Linked DNA regions of Ornithorhynchus anatinus: region 1 is linked to region 2. Evidence: chromatin contacts called from public Hi-C data. All regions are on one chromosome and are shown on one strand. The core of a region is the stretch at or near the end of the contact, and the rest is flanking DNA. Distances in the headings are between cores, read along the strand shown. Region 1 holds the start of DECR2 (peroxisomal 2,4-dienoyl-CoA reductase [(3E)-enoyl-CoA-producing]). Region 2 holds the start of CAPN15 (calpain-15).

What was found. Hi-C and Micro-C count contacts between places; a contact is called where the count stands out from the background.
Region 1: a contact with region 2 is called in a Hi-C map of liver, with 5 times the contacts expected there. The contact joins the promoter of DECR2 here to the promoter of CAPN15 in region 2. A contact is called at or near these places in 2 of 2 Hi-C or Micro-C datasets (fibroblasts and liver).

The regions. Positions count from the first base shown.
Region 1 is chr21:15,356,416-15,361,285 of mOrnAna1.pri.v4, forward strand. It overlaps DECR2 (peroxisomal 2,4-dienoyl-CoA reductase [(3E)-enoyl-CoA-producing]), which reads right to left and starts at 3,471. Exons shown (of 8, transcript XM_007663658.3): 1 at 3,261-3,471; 2 at 1,053-1,121; 3 at 829-880. The coding sequence starts at 3,349.
Region 2 is chr21:15,203,517-15,208,086 of mOrnAna1.pri.v4, forward strand. CAPN15 (calpain-15) reads right to left here and starts at 2,755. Exons shown (of 12, transcript XM_029049301.1): 1 at 2,681-2,755.

The DNA.
Region 1 (4,870 bases), core at 2,221-4,720, 150 kb after region 2:
AGCTCCAAGAGACTTAGAGCGGCTGCCCAACCCTCACCCAGTTCCCTGCCCTCAGGGAATTTACATTCCAAAGGGGGAAGCGAGCAAAAATTACAGGTGTAGAAGTGCAAAGTTCAAGGCAAGTTCAGCGCCACCCTACAGCAAACTGAGTAAGCCCCAGACCCTGGACCAGCCAGTACTGAACCCCGGCTCTTCCACCACAACCCGGGGCCTGGGTCGAGTTCAGGCCCCGGTACAGCAGGACTCTGTGTACTTCCTGGTCAGCTCTGCACCAGCCAAGGAGGAGGGTGAAGAGGAATGGGGGCCGGGGAGGAGGGAGAGGAACCAGGGGAAGGAAGGTGGAGAAAGCAATGCTGCGGGCACATGTGGTAGATCACAGCGGCGGATACCATGACCCACAGCCAGGTTCCAGGAACCCCACACAATCAAGGTTAGAGGGACCCCGGAGCAACCATCGTGCTCTCGGCCAGGCTAAGATCTGAGTTCCAGGAGCCTGGTTCCAGGGCCCAGGAGACCCTGGGTGTATCCTCGGCTCTGCCCGCTGGGGCCGCCCCTGGGGGAAGTGGAGGTTTCCCTTGAGGAGGTCAAGCCCAGCGGGAATCCGGAAAAGAGCCAGCTGACCCGGGTGACTCCCGACAACACCGCCGGCCGGGTCACTGTGCTTCGGCCCAGGATTCCCCTGGGGGCAGCACGCACCCGAGCAAGTCTCTGTGGCTCAGAACGCCCAGCTGGGCCACGGGATCTGCCAGTCCAGAAAGGTGGAGGTCACCACGACGACAAGATCAGAGTCCCCTAGCCACAGTGGTTTGCCCAGGGGACCCCGCTCACCTCAGAGACTCTCTGCAGGCTCCTGCTGGCGATGACGGTGCGGCAGCCATGTCTGGGGGAGGGGGCCCAATGCCACATTTCAGGGCACTGCGGAGCAAGGACGCAGACCAGACAGCCACCTTCCCCGCCGCCCGGGCAGGGCTACCCTCGGGCCCGCATCCCCAAGATCGGGCAGGGGAGGGCAAAAGTGGAAAACGACAGGCTCCCCTGGGCTGACCCGTTACCTCATGAAAATCTCAGCAATGCGAAAGCCGATTCCTGAGCCTCCTCCGGTGATGAAGGCCACCTTGCCCCTGTGGACAGACAATCAGTCAGTCAATCAATCAATCCATCAAACAACCAGTGATATTTACTGAGCGCATACCGTATGCAGATAATTGCACTAAGTGCTTGGGAGAGTCCGATACTACAGAGTTTGTAGACCCCTTCCCTACTCACAAGGAGCTTACGGCCTAGACGGGGAGACAGACCTGAAAATAAATTACGGACATGAACATAAGTGCTGGGAAGCTGAGGGAGGAGTGGCTACCAAGAGTTAAATGGGCCAGATCCAAGTGCGGGTACAGGAGATGAAGGTTTAGTTGGAAAGGCCTCTTGGAAGAGATGTGCTTTTAATAAGGTTTTAAAGGAGGGGAGAGCATTTTAACAAATACCAATAAACCTCCCCCCACAAAAAAACAAAAAAAGGACTGTCAGCAAAACCAAGGTGAGAGAGCGTTTCCAGGAAAAGAGGGCGGTTCACAGTGTCGAAAGCAGCTGATAGGTCAAACAGGATTGTGACAGAGCTGAGACTTGGTGAGGACAAGAGGGCAGTTTTTGTGAAGTTCAGGGGGCAGAAGTTGGATGGTAGCAGGTAAAGGAAGGACTTAAAGGAGAGGAAATGGAGGCAGCGGGTGCAAAAAACTGGTCTATAATCCTATTTATTTATATTGATGCTACTGATGCCTGTTTACTTGTTTTGATGCCTGTCTCCCCCCTTCTAGACTGTGAGCCCATTGTGGGCAAGGATTGTCTCTGTTGCAGAATTGTACTTTCCAAGCATTCAGTACAGTGCTCTGCACCCAGTAAGTGCTCAAGAAATACGACTGAATGAATGGTTTGAGGAGCTGGACAGGAATGATAGGAAGATGAAGGGCTGATAGGTGGAGCGTGCCGTGGAGTCCAGAGAAGGTTTTTCAGGGTCAAGCACTTCATCAGTTGTATTTATTGAGCGGTTCCGGTGTTCAGAGGACTGCACTAAACGCTTGAGAAAGTACAAAACAAGACAGTTGGTAGACACAATCCCTCCCCTGACCTTGAGCTAGTCACTGTATTTCTCCATGCCTCAGTTTCCTCATTTGGATTGGGAGCCCCGTGTGTGTCCCACCTGATTATCTTGTATTAATCCCAGCGCTTAGTAGAGTGCTTACACCTAGTAAGGGTTGAAGGGATTCCAGTGCAATTATTATTATGTCACCTCACCTCTCTGCATTTCAGGTTCTTCATTTGAAAAATGGAGATAAGCAGATTGTAAGTCCCATGGGCAGCAAGGTCTGGGTCCTGTCTGATGATCTTGATCTTATATCTACCCCAGGACTTAGCACATGGTTAAGTGCTGAGTACTTCTGAGCGCCTTCTGTGTGCAAAGCGTTATACCGGGCGGCTGGTTGTGAGCAGGAGACGTCTACTAACTCTGTTGTACTCTCCCTAACGCTTCGCACAGCACTCTTTACACAGTAAACGCTCAACCGATACGATTGATTTATTGAACACCCGAAGTCCCATTCCGGGAGGGGGAATCAAGGGCGAGGTTGGGCCAGGAAGGGCCGGAGCCTTGGGGAAGTCACTTAACTTCTCTGTGCCTCTGTTACCTCGTCTGTAAAATGGGGATTAAGGCCATGAGTCCTATGCGGCACCGAGCCTGTGTCCAACCCGATGTGTTTGTAATAATAATATTTGTTAAGCGCTATGTGCCAAGCACTATTCTAAGCGCTGACGTAAATACAGGCTAATCAGGTTGTCCCACGTGGGGCTCAGGGTCTTAATCCCCATTTTACAGATGAGGTAATAGTAATAATGCCGGTATTTGCTAATCTCGTTTACTATGTGCCAAACACTGTTCTAAGCACTGGGGGGGATACAAGGTGATCAGGCTGTCCCCCGTGGGGCTCACAGTCTTAATCCCCATTTTACAGGTGAGGGAACTGAGGCCCAAAGAAGTGAACTGGCTTTCCCAAAGTCTCACAGCAGACAAGTGGCGGGGCGGGGATTAGCACCCACGACCTCTGACCCCCAGGCCCGGGCTCTTTTCACTGAGCCAGGCTGCTTCTCTTATACCCACCCCAGCGCCTGGTACAGTGCCCGGCGCCTAGGAAGCGCCTAACAAGTAGCATGATTAGTATTAAGTGGGTCGGAGGGCAGGGGAGGGAGGGGGGGACCCGTTCCGGTCTCACCGGAGGATGTCCGGGCTGAAGAGGCACGAATATTCCTGCAGGCAGTCATCGGTGGCCACGTCCGGCGGCGGCGGAGAGGAGCCAGCCATCGTGAGTGATCCGGCCAGCCTCCCTTGGGCACTGACGGGGCAGCGAAACCTCGGCCGGTCCTGTCCTCGGCTCGACTCGGTTCGATTCGGCTCGGCTCGATTCGGCTCAGCTCGGCTCGGCTCGGGCCGGCCGCGGGGCCTGACGGGAATTGTAGTCTCGACTGACACCATCGCCAGGGGCGCAGGCGCGATGCGGCGCCCAACCCGAAGACCGCTTGGCGCGCAACTCTTCATTCATTCATTCATTCGTTCATTCATTCATTCATTCATTCGATCGTATTTAGTGAGCGTTTACTGTGTGCAGAGCACTGTCCTAAGCGCTTGGAATGGACAATTCGGCAACAGAGATAATCCTTCCAGTCCAGGAGGGAGAACAGAATCTCCGTTTTGCGTTTTAGGAAACTGAGGCAGAGAGAGTCAAGTGACTTGCCAAAGGTCACACAGTAGACAAGTGTCAGAGATAGAATTAGAAGCCAGGGCCATGTTCTTTCCACTAGCCTCCTGCTCTTTCAACTAGGCTGTAAGTTCCTTGTGGTCAGGGAACGTTTCTGCCAATCTATTGTATTATACTCAGCATGGCTCAATGGAAAGAGCCTGGGCTTTGGAGTCAGTGGTCATGGGTTCGAATCCCTGCTCTGCCACTTATCAGCTGTGTGACTGTGGGCAAGTCACTTCACTAATCTGGGCCTCAGCTCCCTCATCTGTAAAATGGGGATTAACTGTGAGCTTCACGTGGGACGACCTGATTACCCTGTATCTACCCCAGCGCTTAGAACAGTGCTCTGCAAATAGTAAGCACTTAACAAATACCAACATTATTATTATTATTACTCTCCCAAGAGCTTAGAGCAGTGCTCTGCACATAGGAAGTGCTCGGCACATACCATTCACAATGATGATGACTACACAACGCTGCCTTAAAGTTTCCTTTTGATGGAGAGTTGGATGGGCAGCCATTGTGAGTTTTTCAAGCACTTTAATACCTTGATATTCACTTCACCCTTGGCACTTAAGTGCACATCGTAATTTAAGGTCTGTCTCCCCCCTAGACTCCAAGCCCCTTGAGGAACATGACTATCAACTATGTTATACTGACGCTCGTGTTTAGGACAGTGCTCTGTGCACGGTAAGTGCTCAATAAGTACCATGTAATTTTTTGATAGACTGTACTGAACGTTCTTGTAAGATTGATCTGGCAACAAAGTGAGGTCTGGATTGGTGTGAAACTGAAAAAGGTCACTGAGGAGGCTGATGCAGGGAGTCAATACAGGATATGAGAAGTCCTTGTACCAGTGAAGTCTGACCTGCTGAGTGATGAGTAAATCACTGAACTTTTCTCTTGTGGCCTCATCTGTAAAATGGGGAGTTCATACAACTTCGGGGATAACTCCCAAATCTAGCTCTACAGTTCTGACCTCTCTCCCCCTGCAGTCTCATATTTCCTTCTGCCTTCAGGACATCTCTACTTGTATGTTCTGCCAACATTTCAAACGTAACATATCCCAAACACAACACCTTACC
Region 2 (4,570 bases), core at 1,505-4,004:
AGATCTAAATCTGGCCCAAATCAGCTCCACACCCACCCAAGCCGCCGGTTCCCACACTATGGGGAGGAAGAGGGGGGGTTTTAACCCCTTTTTACAGATAAGGAAGCTGAGGCCAGAGGTTAAGTACTTCCCCTTTAAGTCATGGGTCCAGGAATAGCAACAGAGACCCTCACTCTCGGGGAGATAAGGCCCAGAGCCCCCAGCCCCCACCAGGGGCAGGCCCGGGCTAAAAGATAAGGTGGACAGGAACGATAAGAAGCTTGAGGGAACCCAGACAGGAAGAGAGATGAGGGAATCTAAGTCTTCCTCCAAACTAGATCTGGGAGGCCTGGGAGCCCGCCTGACTCCGATCTGGGGGAGCCCCCCTCCCAGTATGGAGGGAGACCCTCTCCCTCTTCCAGGGGAGATTGTCTCATTCAATAGTATTTATTGAGCGCTTACTATGTGCAGAGCACTGTACTAAGCGCTTGGAATGTACAATTCGGCAACAGACAGAGACAATCCCTGTCCACTGACGGCCTCACAGTCTAATTGGGGGAGACAGACAGACAAAAACAAGACAACTTAATCACGATAAATAGCATCAAGGGGATGTACACCTCACTAATTAAAAAAACAGGGCAATACCTGATACGGGGGAGCCTGCCTCCCAATCCAGGGGGAGACTCCCCCCGCATCCAATCCGGAGGGAGCCTGCCTCCCAATCCACACAGCCCAGCAGATGCTGGTGTCCAATAGGATTGGCCTCCAGAGGACGGACTCTCCTTCCACTGGACAACAGTTTGCAAGTGCGGGGGATCCAGGCCGCCCTCCGACCCCCCAAAATCTGCTAGAAGTGGCACGGTTTAGTGGACAGAGCAAGGCCCTGGGAATCAGAAGGTCGTGGGTTCTAATCCCGGCCCCGCCACTCGTCTGCTGTGACCTTGGGCAAGTCACTTCACTTCTCTGGGCTTCCGTTGCCTCATCTGTAAAATGGGGATTGAGACTGCGAGCCCCACAGGGGATAGAGATTGTGTCCAACTCAATCTGCCTGTATCCAGCCCTGCACTTAGTACACTGCCTGGCACATAGTAAGCGCTTAACAAATACCATCATCATAATCATCATCATTATTATTATTATGACAAGTAATTTCGGAGGCCCGGGGGTTGAGATAATGGGGTTCCTCTACCCAGCCGGAAACCAGGTCGCCGATCCAAACCTATATCGCACTCTTTCCCTCGCGGACCAGTCGAAGCCCCTCCACCGAGCAGACCTACCCAGACTTCCAGGAACGACCCCCAAATCTCCCCATTTCCGGGACACTGGAGGTGGAGTTGAGCACCCCTGTGTCAGCCACGCCGGGCCCGGACCGGAGCTGAGAGCGGGAATTAAAGTTCTTCTGGAGGCTGACGAGAGTGACCCCTCTCTAGGATCACAGGGCTCTGCCAGTCTGGTCAACCCGACTGTGCCCCTGACTTTGTGTCCCATCTCCCTGACTTGGAGGCTCACCCGGGCACCTCAGGGTTCATGCTGGACACCAGCCAGGCCCAGCACGAGGCTGGCCCGAGATCACGGCTGGCAGAGTTCGGGGCTGGGAAACGACAGAGTCCCGGGGGTTCCGCGGGGGACCTTGGCATCCCCGCCACCCCCACCCAGGGGGCTTCTCTGGGGGCTCTCGTCCCCACCCGCTCCCTCTCTGAGCTGTCCCGAGGGCGGAAGGGGAAACTAAGATCGGCCCAAGGAGGGGGAAGAGGGCGATGCCAGCAGACACGGGTCTTCCCTGCTGCCCTGGCCTGGCGGTCGGAAGGTCATGGGTTCTAATCCCCACTGAACCACCTAATAGTAATAACAATGACGGTGTTCGTTATGCGCTCGCTACATGCCAAGCACTGTTCTAACTGCTGGGGTAGATATAAGGTCATCGGTCTGTCCCACATGGGTTTCAAAGTCTTAATCCCCACTTTACAGATGAGGGGACTGAGGCCCGGGGAAGTTCAGTGACTTGCCCAAGGTCACCCAGCCGACGGGTGGCGGTGCAGGGATTAGAACCCACAACCCACCCGCCTGCTGGGTGACCTTGGGTAAGTCACTTCATTTCCTCGGGGCCTCAGTTCCCTCATCGGTAAAAGGGGGATTAAGAGGGTCAACCCCGTGCGGGACAGGGAAGGTCTCCAACCTAACTTGCGGCTCCCCCAGCGCTTAGAACAGTGCCCGGCACCCCGTAAACGCTTTCGGAGTACCCTAATTATTATGAATTATTACTGGCCCGGTCCTTCGGGGGTGGGGGGGGGTGCCCGTCCACTTGACCCTCCCCGCGAAAGGGCGGGGACCTCGACCACCTGCCCGCTGTGGGGCCTTGGGCAGGTCACTTAACTTGTCCGTGGCGCCTCCTCGGTGGAAACGGGGCCCCGCATGGGACAGGGGACTGGGTCCAACCCCCCTGGCTCGGATCGGCCCCAGCGCTCGGCACGGTGGCCGGCGACACGTTGGGCGCTTAAGAAATGCCCCCATTCTTGCGATTATTATTAATTGTCATCCTTCTCGGCCGGGCTGGGGTCGGCGGTCCTGCAGGATGGGGGTGGGGGGGGAGGACGACGAGCCCTCCCCCTCCCCCAGACACATGGACACACACACGCACGTACAGACAGACAGTCAGACGGACAGTCAGACGGACGGACGGACGGACGGACGGACTCACCTCCTCCGGCCGGCGCCTTCAGTGCAGTGCAGGGCCTTGCCCGGCCCGGCCCGGCCCGGCCCGGCCCGGGAGTCCAGAAGCCCGGGCTTACGCCGCCTCCGTAGCGTAGCCCTCCATAGGCGGCCCCGGCGGCTACGTTGAGCGGGCAGCGTAAGGGCCTCCGAGAATCGCCCGCGGAGACTACACGTCCCAGCAGGCCGCGGGGAGCCAGAGCGGAAGCTCGGACGGGAGCCGCCCCCCCGCCCCCGGGCCCGCTGGGAGTTGTAGTCCTCGGGGCCCCACGTCCTTGGGGAGCCCCGGCCCGGGGCCCTGACAGGTGGCGTGGACGGGGCACGGAGCCCCCGGATGACTTCCCGGGACTGGGGGGGGCTGGCGGGGCCGGGGATCTGGGAGAGAGGCGGCGCGGAACGTGGAGGTCTGGGCGGCGGGGGCGGGGGGGTGCAAACTACAACTCCCAGAATGCCCGGCGGGCGAGCGGGCCTCCCCAGGTGGAGGGGGCGGGAGGCGACGAGGCTCCCACAGCCGCCTCGGGCCGTGGCGGGAGGCGGGAGTTGGGGGCCCCCCCGCCCTTGTCTCGTCAGCCCCCTCCGCCGCGTCCCCTTGACCGGTCCTGAGCAGTCATTCAGTATTCATTCAATCGTATTCACTCCAAAACGAAACTGCTGCTCTTTTCCCTGCATCCTTAGGGAGGGCACTGCCCCCCCCCCCCGGCCTTCCCCGTCCCCCTCGCCGCCCCATCCCGGGCTCAGAGAAGCCCCTCGGGGTCAGCCCGTGACCGGCATCGCTCCCCTAGCTTGTGCTGACCACCCTCCCACCTGGGCCCCGGAGACTGTCACCCCAAATCCCACAGACCAGGCCTCACGGACACCCGGGGAGCCACCCCCAGACCCCCAAACACTGACACCCCGTCTCCCCCGTCGGCCGGTGCCTCCAGCCCCCCACCTCCACCTCCTCCATGTCAGCAGAGACCCCCCCCCACCCCACCCAGGCGGGGTCCGGGCCCTGTGGCGGAGGCGGAGGGCAAGGTTGATGAGTTTGCCCCCCAGCTTCCCCCGTGCAAGGGTGACTCAAGAAAGGAAGCGATGGCCCTGCCTCAGCTCCACACCCTCCACTCCCCACACCTGGTTCTGCTGGGCCCGGTGGGAGCGGCCTCGGCCTCCGAGAGGTCAACCCGTCCATCCCCCTGCTTCCAGAGCCTTCCCCAATCCCTCCCCGGCCTGCGTCCTGGCTTCAAGGGGGCTTTGGCGAGCACCCGCGCATACACGTGCACCTATAGGTTGGGGAATTCCCAATGACTTCACCTTACCCAGCGGCTCCAGCAAAGAGGTGGGGGAATGAATCAAGTTCGGGTTGGTTCCCGCTTCTCTCGTCCCGCAACCCCGCTCCGGGGTGCCGAACCTAACCCCGATCCCCTCGCCGGGCGTGGAGATGTGCCCGGGTGTCCCGATGCACAGCTGGGCCCCGGGACCTCAGAGCAGGAGCTGTGGGCTTCCCTTCCGGTCACCCCCATTGCCCTGCCCTTCTATCTTCTGAACCGTAGCCCCACTGGTTGCGGGGGAATAACCCAAGACGTCGTGGAGCCCAAGACCCCGACCGCATCATCTTTACTGCTGTGGAATAACTTGTGTTCCACCCTCCACCCCTGCTATCACCCTCCAGGTCATGAGAAGCAGTAAGGCAGTGTGCACAGAGCACAGCCATGAGTCAGAAGGTCATGGGTTCTAATCCTGGCTCCACGTGTCTGCAGTGTGACCTTGGGTAAGTCACTTTACTTCTCTGGGCCTCAGTTACCTTACCTGTAAAATGGGGATTGAGACTGTGAACCCCACCCAGTGCAGGGACTACGTCTAACCCGGTTTGCATGTATCCTCCTCAGTTCTTAATATAGTT